2 separate regions of the Bombyx mori genome follow, and region 1 is linked to region 2. A link is a contact called in public Hi-C data. All regions are on one chromosome and are shown on one strand. The core of a region is the stretch at or near the end of the contact, and the rest is flanking DNA. Distances in the headings are between cores, read along the strand shown.

What was found. Hi-C and Micro-C count contacts between places; a contact is called where the count stands out from the background.
Region 1: a contact with region 2 is called in a Hi-C map of posterior silk gland, with 1.8 times the contacts expected there. The contact joins two enhancer-like sites. A contact is called at or near these places in 3 of 7 Hi-C or Micro-C datasets (middle silk gland, posterior silk gland and whole pupa).

What each region holds. Positions count from the first base shown.
Region 1 is chr7:5,014,526-5,019,490 of ASM3026992v2, forward strand. LOC101740250 (klarsicht protein) reads right to left here. Exons shown (of 25, transcript XM_062669363.1): 18 at 3,430-4,236; 19 at 1,103-1,199. Among protein-coding and RNA genes, the nearest start is that of LOC110386098, 7.5 kb to the left of the region's middle. Within about 2 kb of position 2,741, at least 3 of the 8 cell types and tissues checked have open chromatin away from gene starts, as enhancers often do.
Region 2 is chr7:4,974,290-4,980,094 of ASM3026992v2, forward strand. No RefSeq gene overlaps it. Among protein-coding and RNA genes, the nearest start is that of Sfrs6, 3.4 kb to the left of the region's middle. Within about 2 kb of position 3,927, at least 2 of the 8 cell types and tissues checked have open chromatin away from gene starts, as enhancers often do.

The DNA.
Region 1 (4,965 bases), core at 1,491-3,990, 39 kb after region 2:
TGATATATTCATTCATTTTGACACTAAAGTCAGTTTTACATAATTACTGATCCTTCAGTGTGCATCATTTGTCAGAATGGAGCTGCACCTCATTTGGCGCACAAGGTCGAAGCAAAATCATTTCAAAGCTCATTAAAAACAAAAAACAAACTTAAATTGTCTCTTGTCTTTGCCGATTACTTGATTGATATCTATATATGTATATAAAAATGAATTGCTGTTCATTAGTCTCGTTAAAACTCGAGAGCGGCTGGACCGATTTGGCTAATTTTGGTCTTGAATTATTTGTGGAAGTCCAGGGAAGGTTTAAAAGGTAGATAAATATGAAAATGCTCGGAATTAAATAAAAATAACAATTTTGTTTTCCTTTTGATGTCCCTCCGTCGGACGGATTCCTTTTGTTTGTGTCTTTTATTTAACGATTGAGGCACTACGAAGTCTGCCGGGTCAGCTAGTTTACTATAAAAATAGCACTACGTGTTCTGTTTCAATGTGGCGTCCATCCGTAAATTGCAAGGCTTTCCAGAACCGGTCGAAACATGAGTAAGAAACCGCAATTTGCATCAGATCTCTCGATTCGTTACTTCTTTTGCATGAAACAAAATATTGCGCGAATATGAACCGAATTTTATTTCGAATTAGATAAATATGTTACTTAATTAACTTAACTTTATTTATTACTAGCTGTACCCGTCCGCTTCGCTAGGCATTTAAAATTAACACTATGATATCTCACCCCCACACCTGGTGTAGGGAGTCCAACACTCACATAAATATTAGCCTATCCATTAAGTACGTGTATTTTCTACATGGATACCAAGTTTCAAGTCAATCGTATGCATGATTTAGTAGTTATAACGGAACATCCGTAAAAACCACTGTAGATTTATATATTAGTATAGATTGCTGGCCGCTTACGAAGAGTTTGAAGAAAAAAAAGACCCAAAATAATAATAAAATAGAACACAATATGTAAAACGAATTTAAACTCAAATGTGTAACGTTTTATTTAAAATCCACGAAGATGTTTTTGGCATTAGAACGATAATTATTTTTGTCAATATTATTTTTCGTTTCGTAACTCGTAATATTATTAACTTACCTCTAACATCGCGCTGCAATGTCGCAGAAAGGGAACCACCAGCCAAACTCGCTTCCAGTAAGTTGATATTTTCGCGACAACGAGTCACGACCTCCGTCTGTGACACGAAAAAAAAATGTTGTTGCAAACAAAAAAATCGTTTAAAAACTACAAATTACAATTATGAAATCGAGAACGTCTCTATTCAACATCTCGAGCAAAAATCTGCATTGAAATTCACTTTCTCTTCCGTTATTCTTCTACGTTTTCTTTTGCCAATTTCAAATAAAATCTATTTTTAAGCATAATACAGGACCATGCAACATTCCTATTAAATAAGGAAGGAAGTTAAGCCAAACGTCATTAAGCCAAACACACATTAGAAAAGCAGAAATTGAACAGGCCCGAAATAAAAAGAAACTAAAATATTTTGAATTTCGTAAAACCCGTGTTCATACTATTTATGTCTAATAGTAATTCTGTATTATCTGTGCTTCGTGTGATTGTATCTTTGTTGAGAGAGTAGGGTGTTAATTGACTGAAACTCCATTTTAATTTTCAAAATTTAAACATTTATTTTTTTAAACAAGTTATACAAAGGTCGCTGTTAACATTATCTTTTATAAAAAATAAAATCAATTAACAACCTGTCCCTATTCAACATAACATTATTTATTACATAAAGAAAGCCTTATAGTGAGATACTGCGGAGTTCAGTCGATTCACGTAGTTACAAAATAAATATGTTTTTCTATCAAAAAAATTACAAATTACAACCAAATGTAAATAATTAACAAAGCTAGATAAACGTTACAACTATATATCACTGAATGACAAGAGCTTTGTATTCCTATGAGGTAAGTACACACCCAACTAATATTAATGTAATAATAATTTTATTATGAAATTAATTAATGCAATGGCGATTTTAAATTAGTACTATTTTCCCAAAGTTTAGAGTTAGGGCTTTCATCCTTCTCTAGTATCGAACGAAATCGTCAAATGTGACGTCTGTCAATTTGACATTTCATTTTTTCAATCGACTAATAAGACAGGTAACTGTGAATGATTCCTAACTGAAGCGTTCAGTAACCTTTACACTATTGTTTTATAAATTAGTAGTCTTAACCTTTGTTTGATTTAGCACCAAATTATCACCACCAGAGACGTAAGATATTGTAACAAAAAGAAATCCAGGCAGTTAGTATTCTACACAACACACAAACACACGACAGCGAAGGGGTTAGTGAAATGAAAAAAAAAAAAAACAATCATTCAGAACTTGGATATTCTAAAGAACGAAACTGTTAACGGTTTGATTATAAAATTAAATAGAAATTTGTGAATTATTTTATCACTCTTTAAGACCGTGATGGCGATGAAATAAAATGTTAATTGTAAAGTTAGTATTTGCTGCGATGGTCACACTAAATCTTAATTCTTTTATTAAGTCTATATTTATAAATGCCTACAATTTACATTTTGTACACAATAAGTTGAGCAACGGTCATGGGAATGCATCTCTCTTCTCTGAATACTTTTGTAGACGCATTCGCACGTGTGAGCTTACAAAAGTCATAGGCAATCTCCGATCGGTACCGACCGGACTAGGCTTGCTGACACAAACGACGCACAGACCCTCCACTTTCAATCACCTACAACGTAAGTAACATCCGCGTGTCTGACGATCGCAGCGTGTTTAATCCATATACTTACACATAGAATAATTATTACGACACAAGCCCAACCCATATCGTCTTCTCGCATTAAAACTGTATAATCCCAAAACTTACTAATTTTACAGGAGAGTGTTTTAAAGGTTTAAACCTTTGTGATATTTTGAATATTAATCATTTTTGCAACATTATTTTTTAATTTTTTACCAGTTACATTATCTGTCTTTTAAAGTAAGATAAAATTATGTATATTTATTTAATAGTAGTAATAGTAGTAAAAAAAAACTAGACTACGCTCTTTTGACAGTATTTATGAGAAAAATACTGGTGATACCAAATTTTGACGTAGATATATTTTTTTTATTGCCCTTGTAGGCAGACGAGCACACGGCCCACCTGATGGTGAGTGGTTACCGTCGCCCATGGACTTCAGCAATGCAAGGGGCAGAGCCAAGCCGCTGCCTACCGCACATTAACTCAATTTCGAATATTTTTGAAAATTGTACACTTTTAATGCGAAAGGACGATATGTCATTGCAAGTGAACGTAAACTATGATCAAGATCGAGAAGGCGGCTACGGCCAGACACAGGCGCGCCCTGAAGCACGCCGGGCGCCGCCCCTCGCAGTCCGGATAGCTAGTGCTGAAATCTGTATCGAATGGGGGCCTTACGTAGTCGAAGGCGCGCAGCAGGTCGGGCGAGGCCTCGTGCCGCTCCAGCAGCGCCTCGGCGGCGTCCAGCGCCGAGCTCGAGCGCCGCACCAGGGACCTCACTTCCTCCGCCTCCGACTCCGATTCGTCCGTCCACGTCCTTCGGCTGTGCTTCTTGGGACTCGACGTCTCGTCCTCAGAATCAATGCTCTCTGTGGATCGCCGCCTCAGTTCAGAAAGCGCGACCTTTTGCAACTCCGCCTCCCCGTCTTTCTCGGTCCTGCGACGTCGGTTCAGCGAGTCCAGAATGTCCGGTCTGTTATTCACTTCGGTGTACTCGAGCGAGCTGTTCACCTCGTCGCTGGTCATGTTGGAGCTGTGACGTCGGCGGCCGAGAGCCTGCACGTTGAGCAAGTCGAATTCTGGTGAGTGTTTCTTCCGTTCCATGTCCGATGGCTTCCGGCGCCGGACTCCGTCGTTGCTCTCTAGACTAGTGTTGTTCCTCGATCTCTCTAGGCTGTCGAGTAATGTTTTTTTGCGTTCAGCGCTGGACATCGACTTTTTGGGCTTTCTAGAAGGCGTTTCGACCGGGGAGGTTCTCGTGGGACGCTTGTGACGCGGTAAGCTTCTCTCCCTGGACATTTCGGAGGGAGGTCGCCTTCTTCGAGTACCACTGGGGCTCTGATCGTGTTCTGGTTGTGCGGACAAGCTAGAGCAGCAGTCCGACTGTGAATCCAAGAAAGCTCGGTAGTCGTCACCGAACTCGAGCAACCGACGTGCGGCGTCAGAATCTGGGGCTTCGGAGTAAGGTTCAGAGTTGTATTTTTCCTGCGGACAATAACATGAAAGTTACGACGGAGTGAAAAGAAATCAATTATTTAAGAATTACTTTATGAGCGTATCGTTGTATGCATTATCGCTGTCAAGCATCGAAAATGATTCAGACGAATATAATAATAAGTTTAAAAATTATTGGAGTTCGGTAATTGAAAATTGCAGCACAGATGTTCAAATCGCAAAGATAATCCTTATTATTTTGTATAGATGGACCAACAAGCCCTTAGCTCATCTGGTGTGTAAGTGATTGGAGCTTATTATAGACATTTCAATGCGAATTCCGGCGCCCACCTTAAGACACAAAGTCCAAGTACGCGCCAACGACTGGCGTACCTTTCAAACGATAACGCTAGACTGTTTTGCGGCAGAAATAGGCGAACTAAATTCACATTATGGATTTGATATTATTGAAGTCGTCGTGGCCTAAAGGATAAGACGTCCAGTGTATTCGTATTTAGCGATGCATAAGTGTTCGAATCCCGCAGGCGGGTACCAATTTTTCTAATGAAATACGTACTTAAGAAATGTTCACGATTGACTTCCACGGTGAAGGAATAACATGATATAATAAAACTGAAGCCCGCAAAATTATAATTTGCGTAATTACTGGTGGTAGGACCTTTCTCTAGTCCGCACGGGTAGGTATCACCACCGTTTCGGTTTGAAGGGCGGGGCAGCCGTTGTAATTATACTGAGACCTTAGAACTTGTATCTCAAGGT
Region 2 (5,805 bases), core at 2,677-5,176:
TGTTCCATAATTACTCGTATTTTTATCGTGTCCACATTGATGAAAAAGAACAAATGTAGTGAAAACAAATCACTTACTGATGTAAGTGATTACTAACGAATAACAATATTTGAAACAAATGATTGAATTACAAAATAGAAGTCCAGCTTTTTAAATAAACTTCATTTGAATTAAGGCAACTCCATGTATAGACCATTCATATTTATGTTTTAGGAGGCTTTAAATTAAAACCATTGTGATAATTGCTTAGTTTAATAAGCTACTAGTTTACTCACGGATTCATATTCATTCTTAAATGAATACAGAGAAACGATATATGGTTGGTTAATATCTGATGAAATACGTCGTAATTGAATGAACAGATTAAGAGTATTATGGACCGATGTCCTTGGTATGTTTGTAAAACGTTAATTAGACATCTTGAAGTTTGTGAAACTTACGTCCATAGATATAATATTCAAGATTACCTCTAACGATTCCATTCTGTAGATAGATTTGTGGAGGGTAGAGGTAAGGAGAACCGTGTCATATGGGAGAGGCTTGAAAAAGTGTCCCACTTTCAGCACCAAGTAACAGTTAAAAATCCTCCAGAATGGCGCTGGCATAGGCACAGGGTATGATATGAATTGAGCAGTTGTTAACTGATTGAAGTATGCTGAGTTAGGAAATATAAGTATATTTAATGACTAGAGTAGTTAGTGACAGTGTAATATACAAAACCTCACATGTTTACGTAGTCAAAACTAATTTCGTCAATATAACCTAAAACTTTTACTGTGGTAAAACGTGGAGACATTGATTGCATTTTCTTATCAGCTTTAAATAATATACTTTTTGTGATTTTGTAGTGCTTACAGTTCTTTCCTCCTTTTTTATTTCTCTATCTTATTCTAATAACTATTATCGCTTTTTTTTTAATTTACCCGGTAGCGCCGCCCTTATTTAGCAGATTTATATTTGAACCACTGAAGTAGGAAACTTATGGAAACGAAACGTCAACCAAAAATTCGTGCCACTGTGACGTCATCTGGCCACAAAACATGGCGGTTTTAGTGCTGTACAAAAGATTTCAATGTTATCAGGTTTTATCGATAAACGTTCTTGGCTCATTTTATTTTAAATATTGTTGAGTATTATTTATTTGTAGAATTTATACTTTAATGGGAAGTAAGTAGGTATATTGTTATGTGCAAATATGATATGATTTAGATGGGTGAAATCTAAGACAAGTTCGTCCTTCGAATTTGCCAAGTAAATGATATGATGATTTTTAAAAGTTGCTACACTGATTTTATAAAGTTGTTGTTTGTCGCAAAACTTATAGATATGGCGTAGTTCAAAGCCATCTACCCATTTCTAGCATGCTAAATGTTATCGTATTTTGAGTACGTGTTTTTCTTAGACTATTACAATCTATTTTAATTGTTTTGCTGACTCTAAAGTCCGTAACACACTACCGCAGCGCACCCCAAGGAAGGTGCGCCGCACCATTTGAATCACTTTCACTTGAGAGTGATTCAAATTTTAAACTTATCAAGGGACCGCGTGATAAAAAAAAAACACATACAGAACATTTATTCATTATTAAAAACTTCATTCCTTGTGACTTCCTCTCTAAAATCACTTAATTATTAAATATTTAACGAATTTACAATAGTGTTTTACTCACTGCGGAATAAAACTATTTTATTTAAATAGTTCCGAAGAGATTTTGTCGGTAGCCTTTTTCCTGAAATATCTAAACAGAATGTCTAAATATGTTTTGATGACATATTTTAAAGAGGTATTTATGATTAGTGTCATGATCAATAGATTGCGACCGAAAAATGGTGTCTGATTTTTCGGATGAGGGTTCCATAATGAATTTAAATATATATAGATAATAGTTTTGGGGCATCGACTTTCTTGAGATCCTATAAAATATGTTTTAATTATTATTTTTGTATGTTTTAAGCATGATAAAATAAGAAATTTTATTTAAGCAATCATATTAAATCGATATCGAAGTCAATAAATAATGTACAACCCAAAACAGACGGCCGAACTGACGTGACAATGACATTTGGCGCGCTAAACATGGCGGATTTTCGGCCTCATTAGACGGAGACGGAGACATTTACGTATATTCATGTTTCATTTTATGTACGCACTGAAATACTGTTATATTGTTTTCCTGCGAGTTAAAGTGCTGAGTAAGAACGAGATAGATATATGTTTATGTGTGTGCCTTCAAAATGAGTGCTATTTATATAAGCAATTGTACGTATAGAACAATATGTCGTGTCCCTACTATATAGGTCTATGATTTGAACGGACACTTTTTCACACAGAGACGGTTCTCCTTACCTCTACCCTCCATAAAGAGTTCTTAATCTTCTTTTTTATTATGGCAATATAATTTATGTACACCGTGGCTTAGATATTACAGTTAATAGGCTCAGTGAATTTAGCCCCTCTTTTTTTCGGATTTTTTTTTATTTTTAATTTGTTCGTTGTTTGTTCGTTAATGTTCGAATATAAAAATTGTTTGTTCGTCTTTTGTTTATTTATAATTATTTAAACAAATGATCACCCTTAAGTTGCCCCTCCTTACTAGATATCTTTATTTTTATCGCTTAGATTAATTAATTTTGATCAATTATCGTTTGTTCGAGGACTATTGGTGATTGATCGATCATAAAAACAATTACTATCACTTCCTAGTGAACTAATATAAATAGAGCAGAACTAATATAAATAGAAGTGGAACTAATATAAATAGAGCAGTTATATACAGAGTGAAGCAGGCTGCCTTTCAGCGGAAACTTTTTAATAGACTGAGTTGGTACTCCTTACCATCCTCCATGCCTCAATGGTAGAATTAAAAGCTAGTTGCTCTAGTTTAATAGATGCTTCAACTTTTTGCCCATCTACTAAAGTATTAGAAATTAATTTATCAATCAATTTTAACTAATTTAACTAGATTTTATGTTCTTAAATATTCTTTTTATTTTAGTAGATGTGAGCAATAATAATTAACCTACATGATCAATATTCTCCGTCACTAATGGATATCAGCAATGCCAGAGGCACAACCAAACTGCTGACCTTTGCTGAAAGCTCGTTATAATCCTAGTTTGAAGAAGGACATGATTTTTTGGCCGGAACGCCAGGAGAAAAGTTGTTTGAATCGTATTATATTCTTAATTTATTGTTTCTTCAGATGAAACGTGTAATAATAATGAATTATTAACCATTTAGCACCTGCGATAGTGGACAAGTGTGGGCAAAAAAGTAAGTCACTAGACGTTGCTTCGCAGTTTCTTCCAGAAAGTCCACTAAGTCTCAGTAAATTCCCACCATTTTGCTAGGACATTCTTTCGCGGGCTTCGGATAGCCTGCCGACCGAGAGGGCTGGTCGTGGCGCCGATGATCGCCGGTCCGGTGTCCCGAGGGGGAGGGTGATGGGAGAGATGTGCTTCGTACTAAACACTTCACTTTCCCCCCACTTTTTGTCTTTTCATGAGTTCTGTCTCATGCGATATTCGGTCGTGGGTTGTTGAGCGACTGGAGGTTTTGTTGGTTCGACTCTGACATGCTCCGCCTTCCATCCCCAGTGGAGGGCGGAAGTCCGGTGATTTCCTCCTGACCAAAAAAGGACATCCTTTCATAAATGAAAATCTCATGCTGTTTTATTCAATTAATATTTCAATAAATCGATTTCACCTTATTCCGCTCCATTTTCTCAAATTGAATTTAATAACCTTTATTTATTTAAAAAAAGTTGACACCGGCAACAATGGCATCGCAAGAAGAGGATTGCCTTTTAGAAAAAGAAGGACGCCAATGGCTTTCGGGAAGAACGTACGGTACGGTACCGTACCTAGCAACAGTGATGTCCATAGATAATACACATAAATTAGTTAAAGATAAGCAAATCAAGCACTCAGCAAAAATGTTTACAGGCGTCGGCCACTAGATGGTTTCGCTTCGATGAGTTTCTCATTGCTCCTGTAGATGGCAGTAACATATTACCTATCCTATATATATTTTTTAATTAAGCATTTTGTAAATATTCAGAAACTAAAGATTGATAAAATTTAATCAATGTCTATAACAACTAAAGACTTGTATGATTTATTAATTTTTTTATTTACTGTGTTTAGACAGTAATTTTTTTTTTATTCTTTATTAGAGCCATACACCTAATAGGTTAAGTCGGCTATACAGTACCGTAAAATGGGGCGATTAGGGACAAATTCCAACTTTATGACCAATTTTAAGGTAGTTGTTGATGTATATAATGCTATATCAGGATCAAAATGATTGAGTCTTGGGGGCATCTTTGTTGTCTAATTTAAAATTATGCAACTAACATTCCAGTTTAAGCAAAAAATGCAAAAATAGGTGTAATCCCTATTTACCCGAAAATTGCGGTTAATTGGGACGAAATGAGAAATTTGCTAGGGTTGGCACTACTTTTATTTTTATATATAGTTTTAATTTATTTATTTATTTAGTTGCACCAACAAAGTGATCATCAATAAAAAAAATTGAAAAACTGACAAAAGTACATGGCAAACATCACCTCAATTATAGGTGCAATCGACAGTGCATTAACAACAATATATATATATATATATATATATACACTTATTTATACATATATAGTGGGCTTTCTTAGAAACGGTTTATATTTCTCCGTTCTTGGTAAGTACTTAGGGGCTGATTTTTCTATCTGGGTTAATAGATTAGGTGTGTCGGTTATTCCATGGATTAATCAGATGAATACCCCCACTCTGAACAAATATAAAATATTTTCTTGTTACATGTCTCTGCAAAATCGACTTACTTATATTAAATTGATTATCTATTTCAACTAAAGACTTATTCCCAATTTCGCTTCGAATAAACCAAATTTTTACCAACAAATTTAAAAAATATTGTTATAACTACATAGACAACCCTACAAACCTGTACCTATTTATACTTAGGTCGTTTCCATATCACGTATTCTCATCCCAATTGACCCCTTTTTCGTTGTTATTTATACCTAAGACGTCCCCAATATCCTCAAAAACAACAGATTTTTACATGTATTTTTATTTAATCAAATACATTAAAACCAATAACAACTGAGACTTACCTTTAATATATATGCTGGTTCAAACACTAAATAACGTTTATAAATCATAGTCGTCTTCTATTAATATCAAATAGCAAATAGAGAGCAAAGTTTCTAGCACTAAAATAATTACCACCACAGGAAGTTAATTTGAAACGCGATTTTTTATAAGTTAGCAGCTATTATCATGCATATTCAGAGTTGTTTTGTGAACTTTCAACATTCTACTATTAAACTACAAAAAATGGAAGATTTTGCAACGAATATAAAACATATATTGAGCGTCGAAAGATTTTCCCGGTTTTTTCCCGATTCGCCTCTCAATCCCTAATCGCCCCATTTTACCGGTAATTAATTACCTTAACTTTAACAACGATAAGTTTAGAGGCATCCGCTACAAGATGTCGCTAGTTTCCATGCAAAAAAAGATGTCTTAAAGCATGGCAATTCAGGGCCTCGGTGACGTTTTTTTTTTTATTGCTTAGATGGGTGGACGGGCTCATAGCCCACCTGGTGTTAAGTGGTTACTGGAGCCCATAGACATCGTAAATGGGCCACCCACCTTGAGATATAAGTTCTAAGGTCTCAGTATAGTTACAACGGCTGCCCTACCCTTCAAACCGAAACGCATTACTGCTTCACGGCAGAAATAGGCAGGGCGGTGGTACTCACTCGCGCGGACTCACAAGAGGTCCTCCCAC